Regions from separate parts of the Xenopus tropicalis genome. Here region 2 is linked to region 1. A link is a contact called in public Hi-C data. All regions are on one chromosome and are shown on one strand. The core of a region is the stretch at or near the end of the contact, and the rest is flanking DNA. Distances in the headings are between cores, read along the strand shown. Region 1 overlaps mamld1 (mastermind-like domain-containing protein 1). Region 2 overlaps mamld1 (mastermind-like domain-containing protein 1).

What was found. Hi-C and Micro-C count contacts between places; a contact is called where the count stands out from the background.
Region 2: a Hi-C map of neurula embryo shows a contact between it and region 1, with 4 times the contacts expected there. The contact joins two enhancer-like sites. A contact is called at or near these places in 4 of 5 Hi-C or Micro-C datasets (brain, gastrula embryo, neurula embryo and 1 more).

What each region holds. Positions count from the first base shown.
Region 1 is chr8:57,841,043-57,847,381 of UCB_Xtro_10.0, forward strand. The region is part of intron 1 of mamld1 (mastermind-like domain-containing protein 1); the gene reads left to right. Among named protein-coding and RNA genes, the nearest start is that of mamld1, 6.4 kb to the left of the region's middle. Within about 2 kb of position 3,034, at least 4 of the 11 cell types and tissues checked have an H3K27ac peak or open chromatin away from gene starts, as enhancers often do. A contact at or near this core is called in neurula embryo, where this site is marked.
Region 2 is chr8:57,938,558-57,944,896 of UCB_Xtro_10.0, forward strand. The region is part of intron 3 of mamld1 (mastermind-like domain-containing protein 1); the gene reads left to right. Among named protein-coding and RNA genes, the nearest start is that of mtm1, 41 kb to the right of the region's middle. Within about 2 kb of position 4,069, at least 3 of the 11 cell types and tissues checked have an H3K27ac peak or open chromatin away from gene starts, as enhancers often do. A contact at or near this core is called in neurula embryo, where this site is marked.

The sequences.
Region 1 (6,339 bases), core at 1,784-4,283:
AATAATTCCCTTAATTTTGCTGTGAGGGGCCAAGTAAGTTTTATGGGTAAGAGAGAGCTGGCTGGGCCCCTCCCACCCTGAGCGCTAGCGGTGCCAGGCCCTTGGATCAGAGCCTTGGCTTTTGTCAGTATGGCATCCTGCAGCTAATCCCTCTTGTCTGTATCTGGAAAGCAAAGTCAATGCTTATTTGCACTCCCATGGAAAATAGGCTGGCGGTCATGGAAAAAAATAGATTGGGGATTTTTTTTTTTGTTGTCACCTCCTGACACCGTGTTACAGAGACCTTTTGTGTGTGCGTTTGTAACTACCTTTTTTCTTAAAATTATTGGCAAACGTATTGCGTGTGACCATAATGTTAGTTATTACATTCGACCTTTGCATTATTGGTGGTTTGGCTGAGGTTTCACTAACAGCGCACAGGCTTGGAAACAGTTCTAATTTTCTTTCATGGCCATTTTATAATCGCAAATATTTAATACACTCTGATACTCACTGGCACATAGTAGTGTCAAGTATGGGAGCAAACACATGGTTAATGTGCCGTTTGCCACTTATCTGTGTGTATATTTTTGCTTCACTGAATCACTTATACCAAGTGACAGATTTGATGAGAATACTATGTAAGTGGGCTGTTTTTTTAGACTCCATTTAAAGCATATGAACAGATGACTGGAATGAATGGGAGAGAGTCACCAAGGGTTTAAAGGCATACACGGGTGTGGATAACCATGTTATTATTGATGACAGCTTTAATACATAGAATTGTATTTCTTCTATTGGCTAACATGAGAATTGGCATTATTATTGGGTGATACAGGAATGTATTATCTCTATAGCTTATAGGCCCAGGGGCTTTCTGCATAGGAAGTTATTCTGTGTTATTGAGGTCCACATCTTAAAGTTATTAACAACATTGTAAAAGAAGTCAAAATGTTTGTTTAGCCACCAGCCTGGATTGATTCATCATCATGTACAAAGTGCAGCCTTATTAATATAGAAAATCAGTCAAAAGGTAGAATTGTTTGTTTAAATAAGAGTCTATGGAAACAGGCATGCTTGTATTTTGTTGCTTCCTGTGTAGTGGACTTCCAGATAATAGATCTTATCCATGTACGATACATTTGTGCTTTATTGGGAGGGTGCTCATGAATTAAACTGTTCTTGACACCCTGATTTGAACTAAACTCAAGTAAGTAAGTATTTACTTGTTTGCTTGAGGTCAACCTACAGTTTTTCTTTTTTAATCAGGCGGGATATATTCCATGGTGTATATTGGGCTTAAAATGACTAATGGAGCAACAATCTTAGTGACATAAATTTAAAAATGGATTAAAAAAAACCCAAGCTGTGGCATTCCAGGGAGAAATGTTAGTTTGCACACCATATTTCCTGTTGGCTTGACCTTTATTCTCTCTTGTTGATTATGTTTGTGAATACACATTTTTCCACTAGCTTCTGACCTACATGACTTTCAATGTATTTTTTTTATTTTGATGTAGTTTCCTCCTCTATGTCCCATGGTATCAACCCATGAATGTACCTGGGATATAGTTCAGCAACACACAAGACAGCAATTCAGGCAACTTGTACTGCAGGGTGTATAATGGTTAATACAAGTGCAGTGCATTGGGATACCTACCAACAATATGGGAAATCTCTCATTTCGCTAATTAATGCAAATAGGTGTTAGAGCTTTAGAGCAAATAAACATTATGCCTGTCTTTGGCTGGAAGAGAAGAGGCAAAATGTTGTGTCATGAGTGGGAGGAGATGTAGTAAGTCAGCTCCTCAGACCTAATATAAAGTATGAAAGTTATTTAAATGTGCAGGTCCCAGTGTTGTTACTATTTGTAACAGGAAAAGTTATATTTACATGTGTATATATATATATATATATATACCTAGAATAGGGGTATCCCAGATCCCTGACACTTTATTGACCCAGCAGCCAGCTGGATTCAAGTTACCTTGACATTGCTTCTCATATGTTTTGGTAACTGATCTTGTGTTTGTTTCTAAAATAAAAAGCAGCAAAAATGTGCAAAAATACTATGTACAATAGACCTAGAAAATTTGGTTTTATCTTAAATAGCACCAAGCTTCTGTATGGCGGAAAAGGTACAACACCCCCATGTGTCTTGCTATTGATAGACATGGTCCTTCGTCTCTTAAACAGTTAAGAACTGTGCTTTAGTGTATTGTTTGGACGGTACATACAATATTATACATAGGAGTTGCTTCTGCTTGAATTTCCTGGGATAAAAATAAACATTTTCCATTAACAAGGATATCATCTTTCATCATCTACCATTTTCCCCTTTTGTTGTATCCTTTGGCTTTAGTTAGTATTTTACGCCTTGGATGATGAAATCAAATCCGATTGGCTCCTATGAAATAGTTCACTTGTGCTGTACTTACTGATAAGGTCATTTTTGTGTGTCTGTTTTATATGTTTAGGTTATGTTAATTCAATTACAACTTTCTTTGTGTGGACCAAAAAGTTGAACCACAAATATATATCTGGCCCATGACAATGGAAGCTTTTTCGGGGTAAACTGTGCTATAAGGCAAAAAAATTAGTATTGTTTGCTACGAGTGTTCTGATTACCAGGAAATAAAGTAACACAAGTTTTCTCTTCCTGAGTGCAGTTACTCGGCAAGCAGAAAAAATTGTTTTCCGTTTGCAAGAAAGAAAGAAGCTAAGGGTTTTTACAATACAACCTTTGCCCTGTATTCATTATTGCTCGTGAATGCTACACAAGGGTTAAATTGTAGGCATGGAAGGTGCCTGTGTTATTGCATTAAAAAGAGAAATAAAGGCAGATTATTGTCATCCGCCCCCTCCTGGATGATCTCTTATGTTTGTATATGTTCTGTTTTAAAATGTAAGCTGCGATCTCCTTTGTTTCCATGACACTGGAGAAGTCTTTTGAGATTCCTTCCCATAATTCTGCCCTCCTCCCGTGTCTGCATTAGTCAAGGCACCAGCTAAGAATCTGGATTTGCATGAGAAATTGGGCATTTGCAGAGGAGGAGGGGGGCAGTTGTCCAGACTGCCGGCCCATGTGTTCTTTCCCTCCCTATGCTCTTGTTCAGTGCAGTTGCAAGGAAGGGTTCCCGAAAGTATAAACCAGAAGGGCATGCTTCAGTAACTAGAAGTGCTTGCACACGCCTTTATCCTCAGAAGCTCACCGACTTCATGGAAATGTGAAAGTACAAGTGCGCACTGTGCAGCTATCTGTGTGTATACACATATATATATTTATGAGTTTACAGGGGTGGAGAGCTCCAAGCTGATTGGAGTTAAATGCGCATTTAAATTGCCTGTTTTGTGACATTTAGCAACAAGGAAGGAGAGTTCAGCAGAACACTCAAGCTATAATAAAGATTGCTTGATGTGAGTAACATTTACAAGTATGTGTGTCACGCCAATGGCACATTCAGTCTTCTCTATTTTTCCATGGTGCAACAAAACGCTAGGCATTTCTCTGATTGTTTCTCTTACCCATAAACAACAATAAACAACAGTCCTAGAAAACTTTTAAATGATATCTGGTTGTCAGGCCTAAACCACAGTTGTTTAACCTGTTATTCTTTTTTTATTGCTTTTTTTCAAGCCCTCTTATACTCATATTTCATTCTAACTTCCTTATGGCTGCTTGGTTATTAATGTGATTACACTAGATAGCAGTTTATATGCTAAGCCTGAGAGCTACAAAGGGTAGGACTGGGGTTTGCGGGGCCCACTAGGGTTGCCCTTCCTTTTGGAGCTACAAACAAACCTTGGAGCTACAAACAAAAAAATAAATAATTTTAAAATTCCCAAAAAATTGAAGACTAACTGATTTTTTCAATTGCCTGTTTGTGACATTTATTAACAAGGAATGAGAGTTCAGAAGAAAACTCAAGTTATAAGGGCTCATATGAGCATTTCCTCTTGTGCTCCCCTTTGTAGGACAGCTTGTTGCATTCTACCTGCATTCACCTGTGTTAGTACAGCCCCATTAGGAAGAATGAGATGCATTTTATCCTGCGCTCCCCTGCATTGGAACACAGGAAAACGCCACTGTAGGGGAGCGCAGAAAAAAATGCTCATGAGCACAAGCCCTAATACAAATTGCTTGATGTAAGTAATATTTACAAGTACGTGTGTCATGCCAATGGCACATTGTATTCCAAATTAATTTGAAATACTACTGTACTTTACTAGAGGTTCATTTTAAGGTGACCCCTATGGTATAGGAGCCTTATAATAGCTACAATCGCTTATAATAGCTACTAGTCTCCCAGGATACAGTCAGAAATGTAGCATAGGTGTTGGCCATAAACCCCTAGTTTTCTTCTTAAGGTTGTCTCAAGGGATTTGCCGATACATTTAAGATTACTAACCTAAATGAATCAGCATTACTGATCATTTCAGTGCTGAACATGTAAATCTCTCATTTAAACCTTTAAAACTTGTTAAATGTACATTGTCACTGGGAAATGAGTGTGCTTTGTGTGCGAATGTTTCTTAATATACTTTCTTAAGGTTGAGTGCAGCTTCATCCGTAGAAAGATCTGAGCTGTCCCTATGTGCTACTTGCAAAATCCACTTATGTTAATGAGTCATTTGCTGCCAGTCTCATTCCTGGGACTCAGCTATTGAATATGACATTATGTGCTAGTCATGCTGGGCTGGCCTTTTTCCTGCTGCCCAACAAACCAGTTTTATTTCTTGTGTCTCTGAAACGGTGTAACCTTATTTTAGACTCCTCGAATGATTTTGTTTCAGGCCCAATGCAAACTAGTGAGCTTTGTCTGACTTTGAAGGGCCAGTTATACAATTACTAGTGTAGCAAACATTGAATGATTTGTTGGGCTTAGTAAAGCAAGAATACTTTCATGCCTTAATCAGTATAATGGCCAGTAGAGGCACTGTTTCTTCAGAGTGTATAGCTGGGGTCAAATCAATAAAAACTGCACATACTAAATATTTAGATGAATAATGTGTGTAACATAAACTTTATGCACTTCAAAAGCCTTGTTAAGCACTTGTGGTAACTATAAAGAAGTGTATGCGTGGTGATATTTGACTCCATGACCTGAATTTTAGCACCTTTATTATTTAAGAAAATAAAATAGAGTTTAACTGTAGTTATAAACAAACTATGTTTTACTTTAAAACTGAAGGCTTTTTCCATAAACTATGCTGTGGCAGCAGCCCTTTTGGCATTTGAAGGTATAGAAGAAGCATGTCCTGCCAACCTTATGGAGCTCCAAGTTCTATGAATAAGTAGATGAATTCTGGGGGTTCTACACAAAGGTGTGATATAAAGAACAACGATTACCATGAACCTCCCTGCAGATGACTCCAAAAGGAAACTCCAAAGGTGGCCAAGGGCATCTGGCACTGGTACTTTTATTGCTTAGAAAACCTAGAAAAAATGTGCTGCCCTTCAGTCTTCACCCGTAGTTTCTATTTCTTTCGCATCACCTACCGTTCTTTCTGTAGGAAGATTATTGAAACCCAAAGCTGCTGATATGAGAGATTTAACATATGGTGCTTTCATAAGAGGGGAGTCGGAATGGCCTTGAACCTGCCGGACTGACCAGCTGGTTTCTGCCAGCAAGAACAGCTAATCAGCTTTTTGCTTGAACAAGGAGACATCTTCTCTTCAGATCCGCTGATTTTCCATGCAGTATATAATTTGCTGTGTATTTTCGGCAGGGGGGAGGCATGGCCTTGTGTTTTGCTGTTTATTTAACTTTTTCGGTGCTTAGCTGGGAATCATGTGAACTGCCAAAATGGATCAATAGCCTCTTATTCTCTTCTTCATCTGCTTTCTCTATTAGTAGGACTTTTGTTTATGTCATTATATCCATAAGTACAACTATCGACAGACTTTTTCTGAAATTATGTATATAACAATAATACAGTTCTTCCATGGAAGTGACTGTGTTCAGCATAGAATTTTCTTTCTGGGAATTCTGTATCCCTGATATTCTTTGGTCCTTGAGTAAGGCGTATTTTAACCCTCTTATTCATATTAAAATGTTACTTTCCTATGTCATGTGGTTACAAATCAAGGTAGCAGGTTGGACACAACTGTACTAAAAGAAATACTTTTGAACTAGTTGGCTTTATACATAGCCTAGTTTATTAGCCAAGAACTGGTTGACATTTGGCCTCTCATTTTAAAGCATCAAAAATCTGTTAATCACCACTACTGAATCTTTAAAGCACTTGGGTTACTCTGTGATCTTGTATCATGTTACATGTCTGTTGCATCAAGGGAGGAGAGGAACGTAAGGCTGAAACTATAATAGATACATAAAGCAGATCCACATTGTGTCCTGT
Region 2 (6,339 bases), core at 2,819-5,318, 99 kb after region 1:
CTATGACAACAAGTTCATTTAGAAACTTATAACAGAAACAAAACGAACAACTACATTTTTTGTCCACATTATTCCATAACAGTGTTCAGCATCATTCTTTGTATAAAGGACATCCAACAAACAGATGAAGCCTGCGTTTGCTCCATGTCCTTCCATGTTGCTCTGTCTCTTGCTGTACAAAGTGTTTGCAGACATAACCGATTAGCAGATAATCAACAAAAGGGTAGCATGGCTTTAATGATTTGCTGCCTGCCATCAGCCAAGGAATAAAGTCAATAACAAGGCATTGTATTTATAGAATGATAGATTTAACCTTGTTACTACATATTCAGTTTCTCCTTCTAAGAGATCTGACTACAGATAAAGCTATGCATCTTAACAAATCTTTTTATCTTTTTATCATAAATAATATACTTTTATGTAGGGAATAATACTTTTATGTAGGAAATATCTCTTTCTGTAAACCAATTCATATGCTGTAATTGTCACATAATAAATAGTATAATAATGGTGATTCTTATTTTCTCCCCACTCTTCCACTTAAATCTGGTAAAGATTCTCCAGGACACAGCACTGGTAATATTAACAACACAATCTTACTATTCATTTAAATAAAGGATTAGTGATCTTCCCGTGAGTCTTCTGTGATTATTGTTTCAATCCTGATCCTATAGCATGAGTTCCAGCAAGGTCTGTATTTTATTGCTAAAACGGAAACGAAGGCACATTAGAACCAGGAAATACACTCCTACACCCATTTACAGAAAGGGACCATAACCATTTAAAAGCTAAATTAGGAATTTTTCATCCAAGCTGCACTGACGGAAGGAAGGAAAAGCACATCCACAACTGGGCAAGTCCCTCTCCTTAAGTCATTTTATGCAGAATTGCACCCATAATATATATATATATATATATATATATATATATATATATATATATATATATATATATATATATATATATATATATATATATATATATATATATATATATATAGTAATATTAAGTGGCTCAGAAATACATTTTTATGTGTCCTTGTTTATACCACGTGATATTTAGAAATACAAGGTTTTTATAAGCCAACTTCTACACTGCTTTTTTGCAAAAAACTCATGTTTTTAACAGTGCCTTATGTTTTCTACCATCCCTGGTCTGCCTTTTTGTATATATATATATATCTACCTACAAAATCCTGCTAAACATGCAGAGTGAATAGGGACACATAGTAGTAAATCTGTAATGTCTTTAGTAATATAATTATATTTAGTGGCGCATTGAAACAGAATGGTGTGACAGTGAGTTAAACACATATAATATGAGGGAACCTAGAAGCTCATTTATACCACCAATAACTTGTATAGTTGCCCTACAGTAAAGGGCACTTAGTGTCTAAAGGTGGCCAATCCCATACAGTAAGAGATCAATTGGCCTGCTGGCCAAACAGATATATACCATGCTAGTGTTAATGTTACTTTGTTTTGATATGTTATTTTGTAAAATGTCAACCAGGGGGAATTAAACTACTAAATTATCTGGGCACTTGGGAGGTGCTACTTGCCAACAATTAGAACAAAAAGTTTAGTGTATGTAATGTCATACCCCCGATCTACCACAGCCATGGCCAGTTATTGCAAACAATGCCCATGATCTGTAAAACCCCTCCCACTCCCCCAAGCCCTGCCCTACAAGTAAATCAAACCTTTATGCCTCTTGGGGTCCCCTCTACCATGGGGGCCCAGACTGGATTACCCCCTCTACCCTCTTGGTAGATGGCAGGATTTATCCTTTGTAGTGCTTCCTGAAAGATCAAAAGAGCAATTACTTTGTGATGCTAAGGCTCATGCTATATAGGCCATATTGATTGCTGCCTACAGCAGCCACTTCCCATTCATCTGAATCAGGAATGATAGAAGGTGCTAGTGGTGTCCAGCAAGGATCGGTCAGGAAAACCAAGTCACCTACTGAACATTCCCAATTCATTCCACTTCTTCCTGAGATGGACCAATGCCTTGTCTGATATTAAACATCTGATTGTATGGTGTTTGCCCTTTTCATGCTTTAAATCACAACAAACAGAATAATATCATTTATATAGCAGAGGTAGCAGGCTGAGCTAATCGTTTTTCATGTATGTATATGACTATTTTATACCCAGTGGTTATGTGAAAATCAAGCAGAACCTTTGAAATACTGAACAGGTTGCAAGCAGTTTTAATAGCAACATACATCTGTGAATTAATATTCTGTAGAAGGAATACAATGCTCAGTGCAATCGGCTGAAGATACTCAGAGAAATGAGGTAGTCTTAGAGCCTTTTTGCAAATGCAAATCTCTATGCTATTTGATCATATGCTGCAGTGCTGGTACTAATTTTACATTGAGCTGAGAACAGAATTAAAGTAAAGTAAATAGAAGTTTCTTCTATTGTTGACTGCGGTGATCATACAAGGAGGTCTGAACCACCAGTGCAGTGAGGTGTGAGTGGGAGGTGAGGCAATAACTCATTTTGGATAACTGTTTCTCTGACTATTTAGGAACAGCTCTGTTTACAAAGTGCAATCAACCCTGCTTCATAGCAAAAAAAATCTCCCAGCATCCCTAGACAACCAATTGCTGGTAATGTTGTATCTTATAGTTTTTATACACATAAAAGATTTCCTTAGTGGTACAGTGTAATAGTTTATGTGGCAATAAAGGTTACACACTGTTTCCTTTGACTTCCTTTATCTGAATCTGCTGAAGGCTTTGCTCTTAGCAAACTCAGAGAGCCATTTTTTGTTGATATCAGCAGATGTCAGTGTGTAATCTGGGACTCTAACAAGGCATGGAGACATTATTTCTGCATTTTGAGTCAGTATTGGCATCACCTCCAGTGCTAGATCTTTCCCAGCCTAGTGTTTACCACACATACCCCATCCCCATGACGCAAACCGGCACCATCTGTTGCCTCCTCTTCAGAATCAGTTAGTGCATGTAAGGCAGGAATGTCCAAACCTGCTGCTCGTAGGCTAATATTCAATTGCAACTCACAGAATCCCACAGGCTGTTGAGTAGTAACGCACCGACAGCTGGAGGGCCACATGTTAGTGCTGGGTTTGTGTGTAACTTAGTTGTCCAACTAGGCCTTATCTGATGTTCACTACATTACACTACATTATTTGCTGCAATGGTGATCATTACAAGAGATGGATAACCTTTTCCTTTTTTAACAGTCCAGTTTTGTTGGCTATACTAGACCATATAAGAATAATTTACTTTTGCACTCATGCATGGGAAAGGGACTTGCTTAAAAGCTGCACTTGAATTTTCATACACCTAGGGGCTGATTTACTAACCCACGAATCCGACCCGAATTGGAAAAGTTCCGACTTGAAAACGAATATTTTGCGACTTTTTCGTATGCTTTGCGATTTTTTCGGATTCTGTACGAATTTTTCGGATCCAATACGATTTTTGCGTAAAAACGCGAGTTTTTCGTATCCATTACGAAAGTTGCGTAAAAAGTTGCGCATTTTGCGTAGCGTTAAAACTTACGCGAAAAGTTGCGCATTTTTCGTAGCGTTAAAACTTAACGCTACGAAAAATGCGCAACTTTTCGCGTAAGTTTTAACGCTACGCAAAATGCGCAACTTTTTACGCAACTTTCGTAATGGATAGGAAAACTCGCGTTTTTACGCAAAAATCGTATTGGATCCGAAAAATTCGTAAAGAATCCGAAAAAATCGCAAAGTACCGATCATTACGAAAAAAACGCAATCGGACTCCATTCGACCCGTTCGTGGGTAAGTAAATCAGCCCCCTAAAGTACCATCTGGGCCTAAACAATTAAGGTTACATTAAATCTTTTTCACTTTAGATCAGCCCGTAGACTATTAGGGCTTGTCGTGAGAGCTTCTGATGCCTTTATCAATTTGCTCTGCAGCCTAAATACTGCCAGACGGCATTTGCTAGCAAACAGATAAAAGCAAATTCACATCAGCAGCCCCAGACACAAGAATGTCTGTTCAGTGCTACGGCCCCTTGGTTGCAGTACAGAATAGTGTGTCACACAGCCAGAGAGTGCCTCTAATCAGACCACCCACCTATTTGTATTGTTACATATGTGCACGCATATTTTCCTAGATCTGGGTGTAACATGGGGGCTGAATTTGCTGCTGCTTTTTTTTTTTTTTTTTTGCACTGACTGCAGTTTTTGTTTAGCTTGATGGAATACAGAGAAGCTCCCAGCATATGTTAATGCGGATGGGGGTCCAGTCCTGTGACCCGTAGCTAATAGCGACCAATCATGTGAAGCTACCAAAGATTCCTGAGCTTACATTTGAAATTCTTGGACTATCCACAAATAAACAGCATTAACTGCTTCGTTAGGTGTTTGCCCTTTTGGTTAATATATTTCTGTTGAAAGGGAATCCCTTCAAAAAAGGGTGTAATTGTTCGAAATGAGCAAGCGGATTTATAGGACAGCATAAAAAACTGTTATGAAAAGCTTCAATTTCTGTGCTTGTCCCAAATGACCTTGCTCCAAGGATAAGAAAAAAGAGGCTGATAAAATGAGTCCGCAGATGGCAAGTGATCTCAACTCTGCAATAATGAAATGACACATGGAAAAAATTGGAGAAATACAGTTTGTAAATACAATCAGGAACAAGGGGATGGCAGAGCCCCTCATGTTTTACTGCAGAAAGAGAGTTTTACCACCACAGTGGCAGGCACATTCTGTATTGTTCCATTATGCTTGTAGCATTGATCAGGGAGCACTGTATCCTGTATTCTGTAGTGTGTCCTCAACATAGAACTCAGATGTATGTCTTAAATAATAGCACTGTATCCTGGCTCTGTATCACTGTGCAGTGAGAAAACCGAAGGGAGGGAGAACAGCAGATAGGAGGAGAGTGGAGCAAGTAGGATAAAAGGAAGGGTGGGTGGGAAAAAGCAGTATAAACACAAGGATAGGCAGGATAAGAGGTGGGGCGGGTGAAGATACACAGAATAAGGAGTATTTTGTCACATTGATGTATGTATAGAAGTTTGTACAAACTATTGTTACAGACCTTCAGCTTTGTAGAGTTCAAATTTGATGTAATCAAAGTAATTAATGTCAAAGGAGCATAAAATATATCCTAATTATATGCAGGTTTTATTACACTAGGTTTTTTTTTATAAGCATTCAATAATAGATATGTTATCCTTCACATGTAGCATTATTTATCATGCTGGTGTATGAAGCTTTTGGTATAAGACTAAATAAAATTACAAAATATAATTTAATATCATTTTTTTCAATTTGGTTAATAACAAAGAGCCTCCATTATTAGGTAAACAAGTTATATGAAAAGAGGAGAGAAAATGTACAGTAAAATAGATAGCATGATGGGAAGAGTCCAATGTTGCATCCTCCTTATTGACATGAAGAGGGTGCCTTTCACAATCCTAACTGTACTAGGTCAGTAAAAGCTAGCTGCTGATTGTTTATTTTAAATATGGAACTGAATACAAAACATTATTTATGTTATAAAAGGTACAGTAACACCAAAAAAAAGAAAGTGTTACAAAGTAATTCATATGTAATATACGGTGGCCCTGCACTGGTAATAGTTGTATGTTTGCTTTAGAAAGACTACTATAGTTTATATAAATAAGCTCACGTGTAGCCATGGAGGCAGCTTTCAAGCTGAAAAAAAGAAAAAAAGGCAAAGGTTAAATAGCAGAAACCATATAAGCTCTGCAGAATACAATGGTGTTTTCAGAACTTATCTGTTATATCTTATGTAGCCTGTGCCATTTAGCCCTATTTTAATTTGAAAAGCTGCCCCCATGGCAGCTTTTTTATATAAACAATAGCAGTGTTTCTAAAGCAAACACAACTTATACTAGTTCAGGGCAACAGTACATTATATTCTAATTACTTCTAAACACTTTAATTGCTTGGTGTTACTGTTCCTTTAACACAGCATCTCTGAGGCTCGTGATTTGCCCTCGTTTAATCTGTAAGAAAAGCAGTTTTTGTTTTCTGGATACCAAACTGTCCAGTCTGATACTGATCAAAACCTAAAGATACAGGTATGTGCATGGATCTCGAGGCAGGGGGTGCAGTACCACAGGCAGGTAAGGAAGCTCAGGGTAGAAGTACCATCTCGGCTGGCTGGTGAGTCACTGCTTTTCTGCACCTAGCTGCCATGTATGCATATCATAAAGAAGGACAATCAAGGTCACTCTTCGTTCTGTTCTTTAGAGCATATCTTCTTCACTCAAAGGCTTGCCATGGTCTGTGCCTGCTCCTCTTTCCAGGTGTGAGCATTTTTGCTTTGTTTGGCTGGATGTGCCAGAACCACAAGG